Linked DNA regions of Rattus norvegicus: region 2 is linked to region 1. Evidence: chromatin contacts called from public Hi-C data. All regions are on one chromosome and are shown on one strand. The core of a region is the stretch at or near the end of the contact, and the rest is flanking DNA. Distances in the headings are between cores, read along the strand shown. Region 1 holds the start of Chsy1 (chondroitin sulfate synthase 1). Region 2 overlaps Asb7 (ankyrin repeat and SOCS box-containing 7).

What was found. Hi-C and Micro-C count contacts between places; a contact is called where the count stands out from the background.
Region 2: a contact with region 1 is called in a Hi-C map of the A7r5 cell line, with 6 times the contacts expected there. The contact joins the enhancer-like site here to the promoter of Chsy1 in region 1. A contact is called at or near these places in 5 of 12 Hi-C or Micro-C datasets (the A7r5 cell line, frontal cortex, hepatocytes and 2 more).

What each region holds. Positions count from the first base shown.
Region 1 is chr1:129,095,668-129,102,288 of GRCr8, forward strand. It overlaps Chsy1 (chondroitin sulfate synthase 1), which reads left to right and starts at 4,421. Exons shown (of 3, transcript NM_001106268.1): 1 at 4,421-4,730. The coding sequence starts at 4,447.
Region 2 is chr1:129,649,735-129,657,208 of GRCr8, forward strand. All of the region lies in intron 4 of Asb7 (ankyrin repeat and SOCS box-containing 7), which reads right to left. Among named protein-coding and RNA genes, the nearest start is that of Asb7, 24 kb to the right of the region's middle. Within about 2 kb of position 3,802, at least 3 of the 93 cell types and tissues checked have an H3K27ac peak or open chromatin away from gene starts, as enhancers often do. A contact at or near this core is called in the A7r5 cell line, where this site is marked.

The DNA.
Region 1 (6,621 bases), core at 3,171-5,670:
TAAAGATGAATGGCATTTAACCAATGTTTAGTCATAGGTGTTTGCTAAAGGAGGATCAAACCCTTGACGCGAGCAAACCTTGTCGTGAAGGCATCGCCATTCACTGGTTATTCTGTCTCATCTGGCTATTCTATTTCATCCAGCTGTCTGACAGTGCTGTGCTGTGTCTTTCAGCTCCCTGTCTCTGAGATACATGTGTGCATGTGCACGCATACTTGTATGGGAATCACTCACCATGCCTCACAAAAATTGTATATAGAGCTTGTAAGTGGACCAAGATGCCTGAGGCGCCTGTGATGGCTGATCTTGGTTGTCAACTTGACTAAATCTGGAACCAACAGAACCAAGAATTGGGGAACACCTGTGGGAGACTTTTCTTGATTGGACACTTTGGGGTGGGAAGACCCATGCTAAATCTGGACCGCACCTTCTGGCAGCAGCCCACATAAACCGAGAGAAGTCTTGCTGCTGGCCCTCACTCTTTATATGAAGTTCACTTACCCTGCTGCTAAGCATTCCTTTCCTGATATTAGAGCCTTCTTCTTTGAGACTCCAGCAGAGACCGTACAGTAGCTGAGACACCCAGTTTCATGGAAGGAACAATTACCAGATTCCTGGACCTTCCACTGGGAGGCAGCCTTTGTTGGACTGGCTGGATTACAGCCCGTAGGCAACCCTGATAAACCCCCTTCTAACATACAGAGTCTATCCATTCTCGTCCTTTAGAGAACCCTGGTTAATGCAGCACTAAGAACATTCTAGACAACAAATGTTGGATCCGCTACTGTCGGGCAGCTGTAACATAATCGATAATCGATTGTCGTTTCCTGCCTCAGACTGGAAATGCTCCAAATAGAGGGAAATACTGAGAAACATTGAGAAAAAAATTGGGCAGTATTGGGAATTGAACCCAAGGCCGTGTGTGTAATAGGCAAACACTGAGCTATACCTGAAACCCAACCCTTCCCTTCCCTTCCCTTCCCTTCCCTTCCCTTCCCTTCCCTTTCCTTATTTACGTTTGAAACAGGATCTCACCAACTTTCCCAGGCCTAAAACTGACAGCAGTCCCCCTGCCTCAGCTAGGAGTTCAAGTGTGTGCTGTCACTCCTGGTTAGAAGAACGACTGAGGCAATGAGGATCTTTCTTGTGAGTTTAATAGAAGGGTTGGTAATGAAGCAAAGTCCTGCTGGACTAACCGGGGTTCAGTGGTGATATTAGAACGGCCATTACAGTTGTTCTCTGCAAGCGGCGGAAAGAACCTGCTGAAAGAACAAAAGAAGCGTGTCTGAAACTTTAAAAAACTTTTTTTTTTATTAAAAAAGATGACTCCTTTTCCCAGGGACCTCTGTTTGGGGCTTGAGGCCAGTTGCTGTGTTTAAAGAAGCTTGTTTAGGGAACTCTTGACAGTTATTTGAGGCGTGCTGCCAACAAACAATTGAGGTATTTACCAAAGGTTTCCAAGAAATTTCAGCAAATCATACAAGATGTTATACCTGTTATAAAGAGGCAATCAAATGTACCGTGTGAGCGAACAAAGCTGCAATTTGTAAGAACATGGAACGTAGGCAGAGATGAGTCTTAATCATGTCATAAAGACTCGCACTCATGTGAGCAGAAGGGTAGGTGATCTGCCACCTCTGAATAAATTTTGAAACACCAGCCTAGACTGCTACCACAGAGCCCTTTGGGTGCTGCTGCAGAAACACCCATATAGAAACCAAGGGACTGTCAGATCCTAAGACTCTGGGTTTGGCCAAGTAGCACTGACTCAGTGTAGAACGCACATCCCATTCCGGGCTGAACACGCATCCAGTTCAGGTGGGATGTGTGTTATCAAACATCTACATGAAGGGGTTAGCAAGATGCCGCCAAGCCTGATGACTTAAGTGGGAAGAGGGAACCAACTCCTGAAAGTTGTCTTCTGACCACCACATGTGTATCAGCATGAGCACGAGCACGTACAAACGCGCACTAAGTAAATGCCACACTTTTCACTCTCCCAGGAGCAGCTCTAGCTCAAAGCTTCTCTATTCATGGATTGTTGACTTGGTAACTGAGGGACTTCTAGGAAGCGGGAGACTAGGAACAAGATGTTCAACATTCTCAGCCTATTCCCAGCACACACTCCTGCCTTTTCATTCGACTTAAGGTTAGGAAATATAGACGCATCTGAAGCAGGCTGGAAGATACTGAAGGCATTGACTATGTCACAAAGTTGAACATCTGTGTCCTGCCAGGTTTGTGCTTTATGTAAATGAGCGTGAATTATGGGGCAGCTGCTGAATTTGGGGGCTCGGGGGATGTCTTGGGTTTGTGGTTATGGTCTTACTGGAACCTTTCTCTATGGTTTCCCAGCCTGTGATTCATGGCTAGGTGTCCTGTATTTCCCAGAGACCACTACTGGAATCTGGTTTTCACTGCACAAGGAATATTTTATTCTTAGATGTGGACCATCTCTTACAGAGGGAGTCAGGGGAGGGGGTTGATGAACTATTTTTTAAATAAATCACAAGTGTCAAAGACAGTGGTACTATCTAAAGAATCAACAGGAGTAACCGCCATTCAGCGGCAGGGAGGAATTGTGCCTCACACAGCTCCACGGCTTGCTTAACCTGGAATACTTCAGTTGTTTGATTTATTAATCATGGAAATGAGATACAAGAGTAGGCCCCCAAACACGGTATCCTGTCTTTTCAATTGATTAAACGAGAACTTCTCAGGCTCTGGGACCGTAGTTCATAGAGTACTGGCTTAGTATATCAGAGATCCAGTGGTTCACCCCTGGCACCCTTTAAAACAGGGGTGGTACCACATAAGCCTGGAATTCAGGCCACTTCAGCTCCATGAGCAAGAGGATCTGTAGTTCAAGGTAATCTTCAGTTTCAGCTAGCATCTGGGTTCTATTAAGCTCTTTCTTAAAGAACCTCTCAGGTCCTAATACATTGGTGACCAGGAAATAAAATTGGTATTTACAAACATTTGTCGTGTAGGCACCCCAGTTGAAGTGCTTTTGTTTTTAACAAAATGTATAAAAGTTAAGAGCAAGCAAATGTAAGGGAAACTGGTATCAACTTAAAAATCCATTCAGCGAGCCTAGCCTATCTGGAGACCCCTAATACAGTGAGAGATCAATCCTATTTCAAAACAAAACAAAACAAAACAAAACAAAACAAAACAAAACAAAACAAAACAAAACAAAACTAGGTGTATGGCTCCGGAGGAACCGCGTGCCCCCACCTCCACCCCTAAGTACACAATCCATATCCATTTTATAAATCTACTCTTGAAAATATTGACGGGCTTAGGTGAGGGGTACTAACCAGCTCCCTGCTCCCTGGGATTAAATATGGGTATTGATCATCTAGTGGTAATTTACCCATCCATCTCTTAAAAACGAATATGCCTGGCTTGGTGGCGCTTGCTTTCAAGCCCAGCGCTTGAGAGGCAGAGACGGACACCTCTGAGTTCTCTGAGTTCGAGGTCAGCCTTAGCTACTTAGGTAATTCTCGCTTCGCTCTCAGCCCGCAAATCCCCAAGCGTTCCAAGGTGAACCGTGGCCGTGTGGCTCCGGCTACGCCCGTAGGGTACAAAGCTGCAGTGTGGACCCGGCAGCCCTGGCCACCGAGCCGGGAGGTCGGCCTGGGGAGGGTAGGGCGTGGCAGTTCTAGGGGCATCTGGGGAGCCGGTCAACTCAGTCCACGTGCGGTGCCCGGCCGGCTCCGAGCGCTGGCGACGGGGGTGTGGCCGCGGGTACCCAGCAGCGGGGACTAGAGTCCGCCCGCCACGCTCTAGTCCGTGCTAACCCACACCCCTTCAGCCGGGCCGCAGACTGCGGGGCGGGTGCTTTTTTTTTTTTTTTTTTTTTTTTTTTGTTAAACTTTGGCCACGTGAACTGCCCCCCATTCACTTTTGCGCCAATCACGAGGCGCGGACGGATCCCGAGAGGGGCCACGGCACGCCGCCGGCGGGCCGCTTCTTAACGCGCGGTGCGTGACGTGAGGGGCTCCTTTGCAATGGCGCGCTAAGCCGGAGGATGTGCAGCTGCAGAGGCGGCGCAGGGCACCGAGAGGGCGGGCGCAGCGCGAGCGGAGCCGAGCCAGCCCGGGGACGCGAGCCGCAGGAGCTGCTGTTGCCTCGCGCCGGAGTCGCCGGCCGCGCGCGCCGGGCATGGTCCCCTCTTAAAGGCGCAGGCCGCGGCTGTGCGGGCGGGCGCGCGGAACAAAGCGCCGGCGCGGGGCCTGCGGGCGGCTCGGGAGCCGCGATGGGCGCGGCGGACCCGCGGCGGCCGCGGCGCTGCCCGGGCCGGGCCAGGCGGCGCTAGGGCGGGCTGGCCTCCGCGGGCGGGGGCGGCGGGCTGAAGGCGCGCGGAGCCTGCGGCGGGGATAGCGGCCCGGCGGGCGGAGGGGCGCGGGCATGGCCGCGCGCGGCCGGCGCGCCTGGCTCAGCATGCTGCTCGGGCTCGTGCTGGGCTTCGTGCTGGCCTCGCGACTCGTCCTGCCCCGCGCCTCGGAGCTGAAGCGAGTGGGCCCGCGGCGGCGCCCCAATCCCGAGGGATGCCGGCCAGGACAGGCAGCGTCGCAGCCCGGCGGTGCTCCGGGGGATGCGCGCGGGGCGCAGCTCTGGCCGCAGGGCTCGGCCGCGGAGGGCGTCCCGCGCGACAGGAACTTTCTCTTCGTGGGAGTCATGACCGCCCAGAAATACCTGCAGACTCGCGCCGTGGCCGCTTACAGGTGAGCCCCCTTTTCGTGGATACCATCGCTTGCATCCGGCATCCTGGCTAGCGGGAGGGCGGCGTTACGGGTTCCCCGGAGGCTTCTCGGGTAGCTGCCAGCGACTCAGCGCAAAGGCAGCAGTGGTTAGACGAGGATGGAGAGCATCTCTCAAGGGCAAGACTTTAGGATTAGATGAGTGAGTACACTGGCCTCACTCAGTGTGTGCCTTTCAACTTGATCTCCAGAAAGACACGTAAGCTTTCTGTGTTCAGGACTTCTTTGTTAAAAGGAACGAGTCTCCCCCATAAGATGGTGGGGAAATTCAGTGTTGTACCTGCGATAGTGGAGGCAGAGGTATAATTTGAGTCTCTAAAATAGGCACTTTGTCATTTCGAAGGGAGAGCCCGCCTAAATTAACCTGGCTAGGGCTCCTCTGTACTGTACTTAAGATTTTCACAGTCATTCCTTTTAATGAGAGTGACCACTCCGCTTTTGAGCACTTCGGTTTGGTAATTAGAGATAAAGAACCTTGAGGAAAAAACAGTTTTCGTGATAGATTCGGTCAATTCAAGACTACAGCCTGGTGCTCCCCAGTGCAGTCCCAGAGGTGTATGCGTGGTAGGAACTAGCTGGGCCCTAGTAGGGCTAAATGAGTCGTAGAAGTGGCAGTGATCATGTTCAGGATTAACAAAGAGATTAGCCAAAGCTGCCTTTAGAAAGGAGATGGTTTTGGAATGGAGGGCATTGTTAGAACTGTATTTCCATTGGAGTGAACCTGAAATAGAAGAGGGGTGGACTCAAGGGAAGGAAGGGACTCATTGGAAACTTTTGTATGTGTGAAGTACACAAACCTTTACTGTATGGGTGAAGTTTGGCGTTCTTCCAGGCACAGATTCAGTCGGTGGCAGGAATGGTTTCAGAGCATGGATATTTAGGGGCTAAGCGTTTTGAGCAGGGCCACACTAGTTGCTGTTTGTTTTAAATGTATAGCCAGTGCTTTTATAACGTTGGCTTTTAAATCCAGTTTCTGGTCTAAGTTTTCAGGCAGCAGATGGTATAAGAAAACAAGCATAGTTGGATCTCTCCTTTCTTTTAAGTCAAGTGAGGGATTGCAAGAGAAAAGGCGGAAAGGCATGGAACGTCTTGACCACCATTCCTGCTAATGTCAAGAAGCTGCATCCTGCTAAGAACAATTCTTTCTGAGTGACCCAAGAGGCCACTGGTGGCTGGCTGTATGTGTGGACTAACAGAGTAGTTTGAGAACCATTAGGCCAGAGCTTTCTCCCCGATGGTCTCTGACTTAGTATCTTTGTCACAGATTGAGGGTGGCATAGGTTTTTAATCCCAGCACGTAGGAGGCAGAGTAGATGGATCTCTGTGAGACCCAAGCCAGCCTGGTCTACATAGAGTTCCAGGCCAGATGACTAACACCGAGACCCTTCTGGAAAGTAAAAAAAAAGTCAAGCAAAACAAAACAACCCAAACAAACAAAAAATGAGAAAGGGGGAAATGAGCCTCCCTCCAGGTGGCTCATTAGGTAAAGGGTAGTTGCTGCTAAACCTGACGACCTGAGTTTGGTCCTCAGAAAGATCCCACAGAGTAGGGGAGAGCGGGCTCCGTCAAACTTGACTTTCACACTTCTGCCATGACGAGGTACATTTGCACTGTTATACAACATAACAGACAATAGATAAATGTAAATAAAACAAATGCCCTTTCAGTAATAAGATTAAATTGAGGAAGAGACCACTAAATTGTGTTGTGGTTTTGAAAATAAATCCCTGGAATTATATGTTAGTGACAGATCACATGAAGTCTCAGCTCTGGAGACAATTGCCAGAGTAGTTTGTTCAGACAGATGATGTGACTCCTTACCTCTCCACGTACATTTTCATGCTTATAGAACCAA
Region 2 (7,474 bases), core at 2,552-5,051, 550 kb after region 1:
GATATTCAGTACCTAGGGCTATGCAACAGGCAAGCTAGAACCCTGATGCAAAGCACTCTGCTGCCATCTACTGGAAGAGTGTGGTCATGCACTAGTCATCTTTCACTACAAGCCAGAGATCTCAGACCAAACTGATGGGTCTTTTAGATAGACCCTGCTGTTATCTAGATGAAGTGACTGCTGGAGAGATGGCTCAGTGGTCAAGAGCTGTTGCTGCTCTATCGGAGAACCTGGACCCAGTTCCCAGCACTCATATCAGACATCTCATAACCACTAGCTTCTTCAGCTTCAGGGGAAGCAACGCCCTCTTCTGGTCTCAGCAGGGATTGCATGCATATACATAAATCCATATCCCCCCCCCGGCCCCCCCACACACACCCCACAATGAAAAAACGCTGTCTTTAAGCTGTATCTGGCCACATATTTCCAGATAATCCCTCTTGATCCTTCAGCGATCTTGGGAACCCCTCCCTCCCACCTTTGAAGGTGCAATACCCTCACCCACACACTGCAGTCATTCTAGTGGACAAGTCAAGCTGCAGAGCTGTAACGAAGTGTTGCACATTTAATGTTCACTGCATGTGTAAGGCTCCGCTCACATTCTAGTGCTACACTGAAGTAAGAAGACACAGATTCTCACACAGAACAGTAGCCTGACTCATCTCTGCACAAATCACTCAAATGAACCAACCAACTGCATCCTGTGAACAAAGGACAGAAGCAAGAACTAGAGGGTAATAATGCATAAAAACTATAGCCGCTGTCCCCAGGAAAAGGTGACAACATGAAACAGGGCATGTGAGGGTGCAAAGAAAATGCACTTCAGATCAGTCAGTGCGATGCAGTGAGAGCTCACTTGCAGCACCAACAAAGTCTGCAGGACAGTGGTTTGTGAGAAATGCTTAACGCACGTACAAAAACCGCTTAACTGCATTTCCTGAAGTTTATTGCAATTTGTCTTTATCAGTGAGATTTCTGAGTGCTCTGCCTAAAATAATCAACCCCAACAAGCTTCTCCTCCTCCTTGCCAGATACTCCGCCCACCAAAGAGACCCATTTTAACAAATGGTAGGTAACATTGTAATGTAAACATGGAAACAGACTGTGTTTAAAAAACAGAGACACATCACTGAGCTGCCCGAGATGTTCTCTAAAAGCTTTAGCAACTGGAAGTGAGATTTGTGTATCAAGGGCACAGGTTGATGAGCTCCAAGAATTCACACGGCCACATTAACTAAAAGCACTCAACATTCACAACACTTTTGTCCTCTCAAATTTTCCCCATGCCTTTTACAACCAACTTCCTACCTAGATTCTGGGAACAAGGCAGATCTTTCCCCATGCCTTTTACAACCAACTTCCTACCTAGATTCTGGGAACAAGGCAGATCAAGGACAAAACTTTGGGTTTGTAGGCTTTCTCTAGAAAGGGGTCACCTGCGGAAGTGAGACTGGCTAATCCACTTAGCACATGCTTCTGAGCAGGACTGCCTTATTTGCGATGGGAGGCTCTGGGAGCAATGCTATCAGCCATGTCTCTTCTTCATAACAGAAGGGAATGGTGGACTCTGATGTCAAGAAGCCGCTGTGCAGCCTGCTGTCGGTGGCTACCCTGCCACTGTCCTTGCCAGCGAGGCTCCATGGCATCAGGACCACTTTTAAGTTTGCCCATTAAAAGGGTAAATGATGAGCTGTGTGCCGTCAATTCACATTTCAGGGATCTAGAGAGCTGGCCTACTTGTACGCTTTCCTGTGGATTATCTGTCAGTGTCTACTCATTTCCGCTGGGACGTCCTTCTATGGAGTTATAAAGGTTTGCATATTCTGCACATGGGCCAAGTAAAGGATGCTTATTCATGGATTTATCTTTGCAATGCTGGAGACTGAACACAGACAAGCACCCTACCACTGATCTACACTTGGCTCTCCTTGATTTCATCAAATTCACTTTCTTTTTTTAAGCATTTCCTAGATTTCTGCTTTGCTAAAGAAAACTTTGCCCAACACAACACTACAAGTTTTCATTTCTTCTAGATATTCTAGATATTCTGTACTTTATCTAGATATTCTGTACTTTAAACCCATAAACATAGGTCAATGATCTACTAGTAGTTAATACTTGTATATGGTATAAAGTAAGATCAAGGTTCATCATTTGCCATATGGCTATCTACCTGTTTGCTAAAATACTTTCTTTACAAATTAGGGAGCATGGGGACAATGGACAGGTAAACGTGCTTAACAAGAGAATACGATAACCTGAGTTCTAGTCCTAGATTTCAGTGAGAAAGAAGAAAATGGACACCTAAGGAACTAAGGTGTCTGCAGATCACTACGTGTACACACACACACACACACACACACACACACACACACACACACACACACACACACTATCCCCTCTGCTTAGACAAACACAAAGAAATATTTTTTCAATGATTTACCCTGCCTTTGCTGAAACTCATTTTATCATATTTCTGAATTATTCCATTTATCTAAAAATACTTCCTAGTTGGGTATGGTAGCACAAACTCAAAGATGGTGGCAGAAGGACGGTGAGTTTGAGGCCAGCCTGGGAACAGGTTCAAGGTCAGAATAAGCTAAGTATCAAAGCCCATGTCAATGGCACTCCAGGGATGAAGCTCAGTGGCATCAGGCTTACCCAGCATACACACGGCCCTTCGTCCAACCCCAGTATACAGAAAAAGATGCAATTGAACAAGAGTTTTGACCATGCCAATTCCAGACTGCTAACTATTGTAGCTTTGCAGCATGTCTGATATCGGGTAGTGTTAATTCCTCCAACTGTTCTAAAACTTATTTCAGCTAATACATTTTCAAGGTACATTTTTAGTTTCTTCATACAAGCCTGGCCTAATTTTTACTGTTCTAATTCCACCAACTTTACAGATGGCAAACTTCCCCAAATGATCTAAATAATACTAATTTTCCATGTAATGAACACAAAGACTTCTCTACTTTTTTACAACTTCTTTAATCCACCCCAGCAATGTTTCATATAGACAATATATTTAATTAAAATTACTATTAAAAACCTTAAATTGTTGCTATTATGGGCTGCTACTTCATCCTCCAGATGTTAACTGATGGCAGAACTTGAGTTTTGTAATACTGGTCTACAATCTAGTTCCATACATACTTTTAGTTTTCATACATTATGTGTGTGTGTGTGTGTGTGTGTGTGTGTGTGTGTGTGTGTGTGTATAGATAGATAGACAGATAGATGTGTATACATATATACATACAAATGTACACACATATACACATCAAGACAGTTTTACTTACACTTTTGATTTGCTATTACTAGTGTATGATACTGCGGAGACACATGCCAAGAACTGCTTATGAAGGTCAACTTCCAGGAGTCAGTTCTTTCCTTCCAGGGATCAAATTCAGAGCATCAGGTTTGTACAGCAAGTGCTTTTGAGCCATCTCGCTGGCCAGTAATGCTTTCACTTGTTCCTCTGTAATTGGTGTATTGGTCTTTTACTAAGAACATGTTGCATACAAATAATGAAAGCACACAAACTGTTCAACACTAAGTGTGAAGCCAGCTGCAGCTTCTCCTGGGTCCCTTCTGAGCTGCAGTCTTGCTTGCATCTTGAACAGGTAGTGTTGTCACAGGCTGTTAAGTGACCCTTTGGCACTTATCTTTGATTTAGCAAATGGCTCAAGGGTTGTGGATATTAAACAAACCTTGAATTTCTGATAAATGCTACCTAGCCATGTTGTAATACCCTTTGGAATGTTACTGGCCTTGCTACCAGATAGATGCTACCTAGCCACGCTGTAAGGCCCCTTAGCTAGTGTCTACTGGGAACCTGTGTTTGCTGCCCTAAGGCTGCTGCTCTGCGGCTTGTTTTCTGCCTGTAGCTTTGGTTTTACAGCAGGACATCACACTGCACAGTGAATTAGGTAGCGCCCCTTCCTCTAAAGAACGTATGCGGGATTACTGTTTGTGCCAGCAATATACAGAGCAAGCAAAGCGACTGGGCCTGGAGCTTTCTTAGTAGACGTTTTAAGAGGAAATCAAATTTTCAACTGTATAAACAATGACTAAGTCATTCTTTTTCTGTGGGTCACATAAAATTTTGGCAATTTGTATTTTCCAAGGAATGGAATTCTCTATGACATGAAGCTCACCACATTCCTAGATTTTGTTTAACATCTATAGCATCTGGGCCAGAGTCTGTTCCCAGCCCCGAAATTGGTTATGGCTTTCCTCATTTTCAGTCTAGCTACAGTTTTCAATTTTATTGACCTTTTCAAAGAATTACTTTTTTCTTTTATCTCCCATCAATTTTGCTCCCTTTCTATTAGACTGGGTTTTGTTTTTTCCCTTTTTAAAAATACTTTCTTATATTTTTAATGTCATCACAATTACATTATTTCCCCTTTCCTTATGGTTCCTCTAAACTCTCCCATACACCCTCCTCAGTCTTTTTCAAATTTATGAGCTCTGTTTATTAATGGTTATTACAGGCATGTGTGCACATGTATATTCCTATATCTAACCTGTCAGTATGTTACTTGTATGTCTGTACTCAGGCTGTCCACTTGGCATTAGATAAGTTGGTATGTTCCTCCTGGGGAAGACGGTTCTCCTGACCTTAGCCTTCCTTGGTTGCCTGTAGCTCTGGTGTTGGGTTGAGGCCTCGTGGTTTCTGTCTGCTTTGGCATGTCTGTTATTAAGCTCATGCTTAGAGTCATGTTAGTGAGGGTCTTAAGGATGTGACTTCTGCTAATACCAGGAGACACAATCTTAGAGCCAATTCCTGATCCTCTGGCTTCTACAATCTTTTCAGATCCTCTTCCTCGAGATTCACAGACCCTTCGGTGGGGGAAGTCATCCTGGAGATCTATCCAGTGGGAGTGGGACCTACAACTTCTCTGTTGCAAAGGGAAGGTTCCTCAATGAGGGTGAGGACTATACTTATCTGTGGGCATAAGGACTATGCTGGCCTAGTAAAGTGGCAGTTGCATGCTCTCCTCTGAGATCCATAACTTCACTAGGTCTTGGTAGTTGGCTAGGTTTCCAGTACCAGGCATGGTTTCCCTCTTGTTGAGTGAGCCTTAAGTCCAATTGGAGAGCTGCTGGTTACCACCAAGGTGTGTGTGCCATTACTGCAGCCTTATGGTTATCAATCCATGCTGGGCACTGGGGTGCACAGGCATCATAGCTGGGTAGGACTGTGGGTTGCTTCCTTTCTTTAGAGGCTTGTATGACACATGGTACCACGAGAGAGAGAGCTAGTTGGAGGAAGGAAGGCTGTTGGGTCAGTTCCAGATGGGGCTTTTGGGCCCTGGTGTCTTCAGCAGTTAGACTTACCTTACCCCTGAGGAAGAGCGATAGCTTATGGTGTTTGGGAATCTCAGACAGCCCTGAAAAACAACTGAAGACATTTCTCATGCCTGGTGTCAGGCTCTTTGTTAGATTAGCTCTTGGAAGGAGTACGGTTAGTTTGGAAGAGAAAATGTCATTTAAAATATCTATGCATATTAATACAGACATTATAGTTTTATAGTATTATAGTTTTAGGTAGACAATTAATAGCATGATTCATCATGTCTTTTATGGACATCTGTCATTATAATCTCCTCTCTCCTCCTTCTATATTTCTCTCCCCCCTTCCTAATTATAGCCCCCTTCCCTATTTAAACCATCCGTACCCTGCTAATTACAGCCTCCCTCAATATTGAAACCATTTGTACCCTGCTCTTAATTAGAGCCTCACCTTCACCTATTCAAATCATTGCACCCTACTAATCACCTCTCTAATTCTCGTCCACCCCCAACTCCCCAGGAATGGTCTTACTTCTTGGTTTCTGCATTTACTACAGGATCCATATTCACATATGAAGATTTGGAGGGAGGAGCCTCCAATAAGAGAGAACATGTAACATTTGTATGTCTGAGTATGGGTTATCTTTTATAGTTTCATTTACTTGCAGTGTTCATGACTGCATTTCTTACATATGACTGATGCTAGGTAGGGCATCTTTATTACCATACTCTCATTCTCCATTCACGGACACATTTCCTGGCTTTCTGAATAAAACAGCAGTGAATATGACTACACAAGTCTTTCTAGATATAGTCACGTCTTTGGGGCATATGCCAAGGAATGGAATGGCTGGGTCATAAGGTAAGTTTCTTTTTAGCTTTTAAAGAATTGTCCATACTGATTTCCATAATGGCCAGCCTAGTTTGCAGTCCCACCAGTGGTGCAGGAGGACTCTCTTCCCTTATCCCCTCCAGCACTGCTGTCTACTGTTCTGTTGATTTTTGCCACTCTGACTGGGCTATGACGGAACTTCTAGGTCATTTGCTTAGCACTTCCCTAACTGCTAGGGACACTCAACACTTTTTGGAGATAGTTCTTAGTTATTTTCCTTGACAACTCTCTGTTCTAGCCTCGGGAACATTTTTTAAATAGGTCATTTGATTTTTTTGCAAATTCATTGTATATTCTGGGTAGTAACCCTCGGTCAGATGTATAGCTGGATGAGATTCTTTCCCACTCTGCCGGCTTCCTGCTCACCTTTATTTTGGGTTTTCAAGACAGGGTTTGTCAGTATACCAGTCCTAGAACTGGTTCTGTAGACCAGGTTGGCCTCAAACAGAAATCTGCCTGCCTCTACTTCCTGGTCCCGGAACTGAAGACATGTACCAGCACCATCTGGACACTTGTTTCTTCAGCTATACAGAGCTTTTTTGTTTTATTTGTTTTTGTTGGCAGTCACTCTTGGGAAATGGACTCCTATTCGGAAAACCCTTTCCCACACCTTTATCACGCAGGGTACTACCTGTTTTCTTCTAGTTGTTCAGTTTCTGGATCTTTGTTCCATTTGGAGTTACTATTTGTTGAGGGTCTAAACTGAATTCTGCATGTGGACGTCCAGTTTCTTCAATGCTGTTTGTTGAAGATTCCTTCTTCAGTTTGTTTTTGACATCTTTTTCAAACATTAAATGGCTGAAGTTATGATGATTTTGTTCTGTTTGTTCAGTGTGGTGAGCTAGTACCACACTGTTTTTATTACTATGGCTCTGTAATATAGCCTTAAGATCTGGCATGGTAATGACTTATACCCCCGCCCCCAGGATTGTTTTGGCTATATGGTTCCATATAAATTTTAGGCTAGTTTTTTCACTTTCTGTGAAGAATGAAATGGGTATTTTGATTGGGGTTGCTTGAATCTGAAAATGGCTTTTCATAAAACTCATTTTCACAATATTAATTTTACTAATCCATGAACATGGGATATCTGTCATTTTCTAGTCTATTTCTTCAGAGGTGTACAGTTTTCAATGTTAGAGGTCCTTCATGTCCTTGTATAAGTTTATTCCTAGATATTTTATTTTCTTTGATTGTTGTGAATGGAAGTATGTCCACAATCTCGTTATATTTGCTGGTGGTCTGTGGAAAGCTATTAATTTGTGCAATTTGATTCTG